2 separate regions of the Bombyx mori genome follow, and region 2 is linked to region 1. A link is a contact called in public Hi-C data. All regions are on one chromosome and are shown on one strand. Each heading gives the region's core, a stretch centred on a gene start, on an enhancer-like site or on the middle of the called end of the contact. The rest is flanking DNA. Distances are from core to core; before and after follow the strand shown. Region 1 has its middle 4.4 kb from the start of TRNAG-GCC. Region 2 holds the start of Tal-like (tarsal-less).

Evidence for each region. A called contact is a pair of places that touch in the nucleus more often than the background predicts.
Region 2: a contact with region 1 is called in a Hi-C map of whole pupa, with 1.7 times the contacts expected there. The contact joins the promoter of Tal-like here to the enhancer-like site in region 1. A contact is called at or near these places in 2 of 7 Hi-C or Micro-C datasets (posterior silk gland and whole pupa).

Annotation. Positions count from the first base shown.
Region 1 is chr26:4,151,902-4,154,933 of ASM3026992v2, forward strand. No RefSeq gene overlaps it. Among protein-coding and RNA genes, the nearest start is that of TRNAG-GCC, 4.4 kb to the left of the region's middle. Within about 2 kb of position 1,455, at least 8 of the 8 cell types and tissues checked have open chromatin away from gene starts, as enhancers often do.
Region 2 is chr26:4,189,361-4,192,619 of ASM3026992v2, forward strand. Tal-like (tarsal-less) reads right to left here and starts at 1,472. Exons shown (of 2, transcript NM_001134491.1): 1 at 966-1,472. The coding sequence starts at 1,249. The coding sequence ends at 1,217.

The DNA.
Region 1 (3,032 bases), core at 205-2,704:
ATTCCGTTAGGGTTTCAAATTGTTTGCTACAAGTTATTGTGAGACACATGGCATTGTTGCAATTACGATCGTAGTCGAGCATATGTTGTATCTATTTAAGCACGTGCCAATTTTTTAGGCCAACTATTCGGAATATGAGTATTGTTGAGAAGACGATTTTTTTTTTAAATGTCTTTTAAGGAATTCAAAGTTCTGAATTATGGCAACATCGGACATACAAGCACATTTATTTAAGGATTTTGAAGGAAAACAAAATCGATCATTTGTACTGTAAAGTGTAAGTAAGTGTACTATGTAATCTGTGATTAGTTTTTTTACTCCATTTAATAGTGCCAAGTTTGTAATTCTATTATTATGTATTTAGTTTTTTATATGGTTTGACAGAATAAGTTCAGCACAGCACATCTATTGCTATATGTAGAAGCGACAGGACTTTTAATATAATTTGATAATATCAGTCCTATCGTTCTAACCGAAAAAATAAGAAATATATAAGTATTATTTGAGTGAAGTAATAATTCATTTATTTCATTATTCATTTTATGACATCTACGGGCTCAAGTATCTTATTAGACCGAGACGCTACGTCTACGCCAATAAAAAAAAAAGTAGCCATTAAATTCTTTTAACACAATACGACTCTACAGTATCCACTAGTCTATTTCAATGGCACGTAAACCCATAGAAATCAGCCTAATTCACCTGTTCGTTGTGTGCCCGTATGTACACCTGTGCACTGGTTCTGTAACCACTGTACTTAGTCGAGTTTGATCGAACTCAACTTGATGTTAGGGGGCTTTTACCAGCCTTGTACTCAAAGAAGATAAATGACATATTTCAACTAATGTCATGCGTACATTATATTTTCCGCGTGCTTAGTGCGAGTTTTTTTACTTCATGATCGCGTAAAAGTTAACTCAAATTTGTATGGAGTTCAACAGCGCCCCTACGTTTTTTTTTTATTATTGCTTAGATTAGTGGACGAGCTCACTGCCCACCTGGTGTTAAGTGATTACTGGAGCCCATAGACATCTACAACGTAAATGCGTCACCCACCTTGAGATATAAGTTCTAAAGTCTCAGTATAGTTACGGCTGCCCCACCCTTCAAACTGAAACGCATTACTGCTTCGCGGCAGAAATAAGTAGGGTGATGGCACCTACCCGCGCGGACTCACAAGAGGTTCTACCACCAGCTACTACACCTACTGCAAGCTGTCAACAGTTTGACACAGCTGGTGTCAATTAGGGTCGGTGACCGTTCACCATCAAGTGAGCGATGTGCTCATCCCACAAAAAAAAAGTTCATAAAACTAACAAACAACAAACATTAAATAAGAAAAAAGGATTGACGAGAAACAAAATTTAGTTAGAGTCACAGTCTAAGAACAAACGAATACGAGCGTTCACAAGTACCAGGGCGGCATACACATTAAGAGTTATTGGAAATTTTGAGCGCATTGAATTTTCAAATCTATTAACCCACAATTAAAGTTTGTTTCACGACTACCTTTTCCCGTCTGATATTTAAGCGTCGCTTTATTAGCTTCGAACAAAAATCCTCCTTATGAATATTTACGTAAACTTTACTTTCGGAAAGCACTCTAGGCGTGTCCAACAACACTAAACTAAATCTTAAAATTCGGATTAAGAATCGACTTAAGAGACGTTTAATGTACTAGGGGAACATAGTTGGGCAGGAGATCGGAATGAATAGTTGGTCAGTAGACTCACGTCACACGGGCGTAGTACAAGCACGTGTTTTATCAAAGCATTCTAGTGAGTCACTCGCAGTGATGATAGAGTGCTTAAATATATATATATATTTTTAGCAAAATTAATACCGGCTTAGAATAATATCGGATACGGATATTTCATAAGTTGTGAATCTAGTTTTACCGAAAAATACAGAAATAAACATACAATTGATCTCTCAAATCTCAATTGTATTCTTTTTTTTTTTATGATTGAAGGATTACTGGTGGCCCGGAGGCCTTTCCAGTTTCACCAGGACAGGTGGGCGAGCAAAGGCTCAGCCAGGAGGGGTCGGATTTGCTAACAGCTACCTGAGCGCCTCCGAAGGAGACCTAACAGCTCAAGAGCAGCTGCTTCGCGAATGAATCTACTACCGGATCGGAATCGCGACCCGCTGAGAAGATCCGGCGAGAAACTCAGCGAGCTGATTCATGGGTTAGGTTACACGGCGAACTCTTTGTCGAGTTCGACGAGTACGGTTACCCTAGAATTGTATTCTGAAGTGCAGTCCCGTTCTCTTAATAGGAACGAATTATTGTTTCGCGTCACAAACTTGTACTTAATTAGGCAAATTAAATATTCTTGATTGATTTTAATTTCATATAGGGGGGTTAATCCATTATCGTGGATTCGCTCATGACTTTTCGTTATTTGCCACGTGTTCTGGTTTTTTTCCTTAATTAACTTATTCGATTCTCAATTCCATAGCGCCATCGATATCACCACATTGCAAAATGTAGGTCTCTATTAAAAAAAAACAAATTAACTTTTACTGAACTATTTAAAATCGATAAAGTCATTTAAACAAAATTACGAGAGAAAAACCAATCGGGATCTCCTCAAAATAGGTCCGCAAAGTAATAATTTAAGAAGTTAATTGGCGGCTTAGTTTACCCTTAAAAACTTTAAGACATATTTATATATTTTGCAGCTTGTGCCAGGACCGTATTAAGAACAATTTTTAGGTGCTGGCGTATTTTTGTTGTCTTTATTTAAAAATATGTTAAATAAATAGTATTGGTGTGGATTTTATTTAATGTCTTTTGAATTTGAGGTAACTCTGAAGGCAAAAACTTTTGTTATTTCATTGCAATTATTTCAATCTCGGTTAATAAATATATTAATGCTGTATAGTAAGTGGATCGATATAAATATTTTAAAGGCTCTAAACTAGCACCATTAATTTTGGACCAATCTTTTTGACTCTAAGTGTGTGGACTACTATTTTTAAATCGAATATTCAAAGAAAACAACTCCTAAAAATGATTTCATTTATAA
Region 2 (3,259 bases), core at 222-2,721, 37 kb after region 1:
TCGCGTCCGCATCTATTTTGAACTCCCGATCGGACGTTCGCCCGGTTGATGAACTGGAATAATTCGGCAAACACGGACACATTACGTGCTTGTTAATTCTTTAAGATATTTCGAGTCGAGCCCACCTCGGTCGACGATAAAACTTGTCTCATCAGCTTCATTAAAATATGCGACACTAAATCGTATCATACATTACTAAATCTTAACATTAATTAACATTGATTAGACTAGTTATTGCTAAAGTAAATATAGCACGATCGATTGGAAATTTATAATAGTTATTCAATAGTGCACAATTTGAAAAGTGAATTGTTTTATTGATTGCGAGTGTGACACAATAATATTAATTAATTACGGCAATGTGTATGTACACGGTGTGTAAGTGAGCGCGGTTTTGTGTTTACGCGAAACTTCACGCGGACATGTAAACGTTAATTGCGTTCGTGTGGGTGCGTCTGTTTCTCCGTGTGGGTGTATACTCTCTGTGTGTGTACGTGGAAGCGCGCGATGAAATAAAATATGTCCGGTCAACGAACTCGCGGTCGGTGCCATAAAAATCGCGATACTGGCCGAAATTCGAGCAGAAATCTTACGCGGGCCTTTACGGGGATTTTAAATAAAATAGACATTACCAGTACCGTCTCGGTTCGTTCTATTCTGACTACGAATGTGCCTTCGCATTCTAAAATGTCCGAATATGGCATTCGGGGAAATAGGAAGGATTACATCTGTGCAATGAACTTTTAACGTGTGGCGTGCAACAGTGGAGTCCGTCACGGCGACAGCTGCCCGCTTCTTTGTCTCGCTGATTTAATCCCTGAATTTTGGAATATTTTACAAAACAAAAATAAAACACGAAAATGTCCGTCGACGTGTCTCCCGAATGGAATTTAAATTCGAATATGGAACGAGCTGCGCGACGTCAACGGGCAGTTTCGAAAAGTAGCAGAAAAAAAAAAACTTACATTTAAATGTGACTAAGGAGGTTGTCTCAAGATAATCGAAGTATTTCTATACATTTCCGGATGGCGCTTAGCAATCAGCTGATTTCCATGCAATGACCTTGTCACGTCCCTCCGTGTTCATATTTACAGGCGCGGTTGTTGTCGATCAGCAAAGCGGGAAGTCTGTGTGAAACCTTCTCTTTCTGCACGAAGACGTTTCCGCCGGACTCGAGCCAGTGCAGATCCTCCTCCGGCCGCAGCACATGTTGACATCAGTACACTTCGGTGGGGTCCAGGCCGGTCATGGTTGCTTTAATACTGACCGGTGGGATCCAACACTTTGAGCATTTCTAATAAGAAGGGGTAAAGTCTTGTTCAGTACTGGCCGGTGGGGTCCAGAGTAAGCTCCATGGTTAATAGAGACCGGTCGGGTCCAGGGTGACAATATCCATGACAGCACAGACAACACAAGATCGTAACACGTTCCGCGGCGAGATTTAGGCACAGCCGACCGAGCACTTGTACGCGTTGTGAGGCAATGAGAGGAGCGCCGCCGGCGCAGGCTTATATTAGAAACGGCCTCCGGGAGCGCCATCTCGCGCCGAGCGGACCTAACTAGTGAAATGCGTTTTCCGACGCTGCCACTGACCGGCCCAAATGAACTACATACGGTTAGAAATGCAACAGCGTTGGATCGCTAGCATCGTTTATCGGTATTATATCACCGCTTCCTTGATAATGCAATCATTTAAACCAGATGTTTTCTTCATAATATGTAACCATATTCGTCGTTTGAAATTTAATCATTAAGAACCATTGATATATATATAACGTATAACGTATATCTATAAAATAACACTTAGATTAGGTTGTTTTCTTATAATTTCATTCACAATAAATGCTCTTTTCTATTAAACCTTGAACATAAATATGCTGGAGGCTTTGCTTCCTGAGACAGATTTATGAAACTAGAATTCCTCGTTGGACCAGGGCGCAGAGGTTCACATGATATATAGACTGCTACATTATGTATGGGCCTACAATATGTTGGCTTGACGGTAACCGTTACCACGACTCAATCGCGTTTTCTGACCGTTCTCTGTCTCCTGTTATCTCACTTTGTAATAATTTAAATATAAATTCAAGTTTTAATGAGAATTATATGACAAAAAGCTATCATTTAAATACGATTACATAATTAAACATACGATTTATTAATAATAAAATAATGCATGTATTTAAATAATTAACATATTCATCGCATTTTCTTCGGTTTCTTTCGGTACATTTCATTAAAATTATAAAATCAAAAATATTTTTATAGTAAATTAGCAAAATATGCAAATATTGATAAATGAAATTCTCATTCGTCTGTGAGTATGAAAATTGTAAAGCAAATCCGAAACGTCAGATTAAAAAAAGCGAATCATATGGATACCACATCCAATCAATAGAAGTTTTATTTGTACTATTTATCTGTGTTGCAAACGCCAACATCCATATCGTCTGAATCATTAGATAGATTCGGAAAAGTTTTAAGGCGTTAAGAAAATCTTAAGCTAACACAATCAACTAGTTAGTAAGCAGTGTGTAATTAATAGGATATTAATAGCCAGTGCACAAGAAAACTCATAAACATAACCTTATTCCGCGCCCTTTTTTTTTTGTTCCTACCTATGCTGATAGCCTTGAGAGGCTATTTCAGCTTCGCCCTAACGTTTGTAGGTGAGCTCACGGGGCTCAAACCTGACGACGATGCTAACACGAACGCTAGCAAGAGCCGTGCTTCGCAGAATCTACCACCGGATCGGAAACGCGACCCACTGAGAAGATCCGGCGAGAAACTCAGTGGGCTGTGTCTGAGAGTTAATTTACTCGTCGAGCCCTTCGTCGCAAGCGACGGGTTCGACGAGAACGGTGACCGGTGCTTAAAGTACCTAAAAACACCGTTAGTGGATCGGGAGGATCCACCGCGTCCATTGAGGGACTTGAACATTCTGGCGGAAGTTTGAAGACAACCATTTGAATCTTAACTCTGACCTACATCCTCGCCATTTTCCCGCCAATATCACCGAAATGGACACACCCAGTCGAACGAATAAAGCCAATATTTCTCAAGATTTAACAAGTTATAAAAACAAACAAACAAACCATTTAGACTACTGCTCAACGGTATTTTGAAAATAAAATATATTTAACTATCGAAATTGCATAATTTTTTCTAACGAGTTAGTTAAATAAATAATCCTGCATATATTATGTCGAAATGCTCACACGATTGAAACAGTGTGTTCAGTTTCACTTATACGATATTA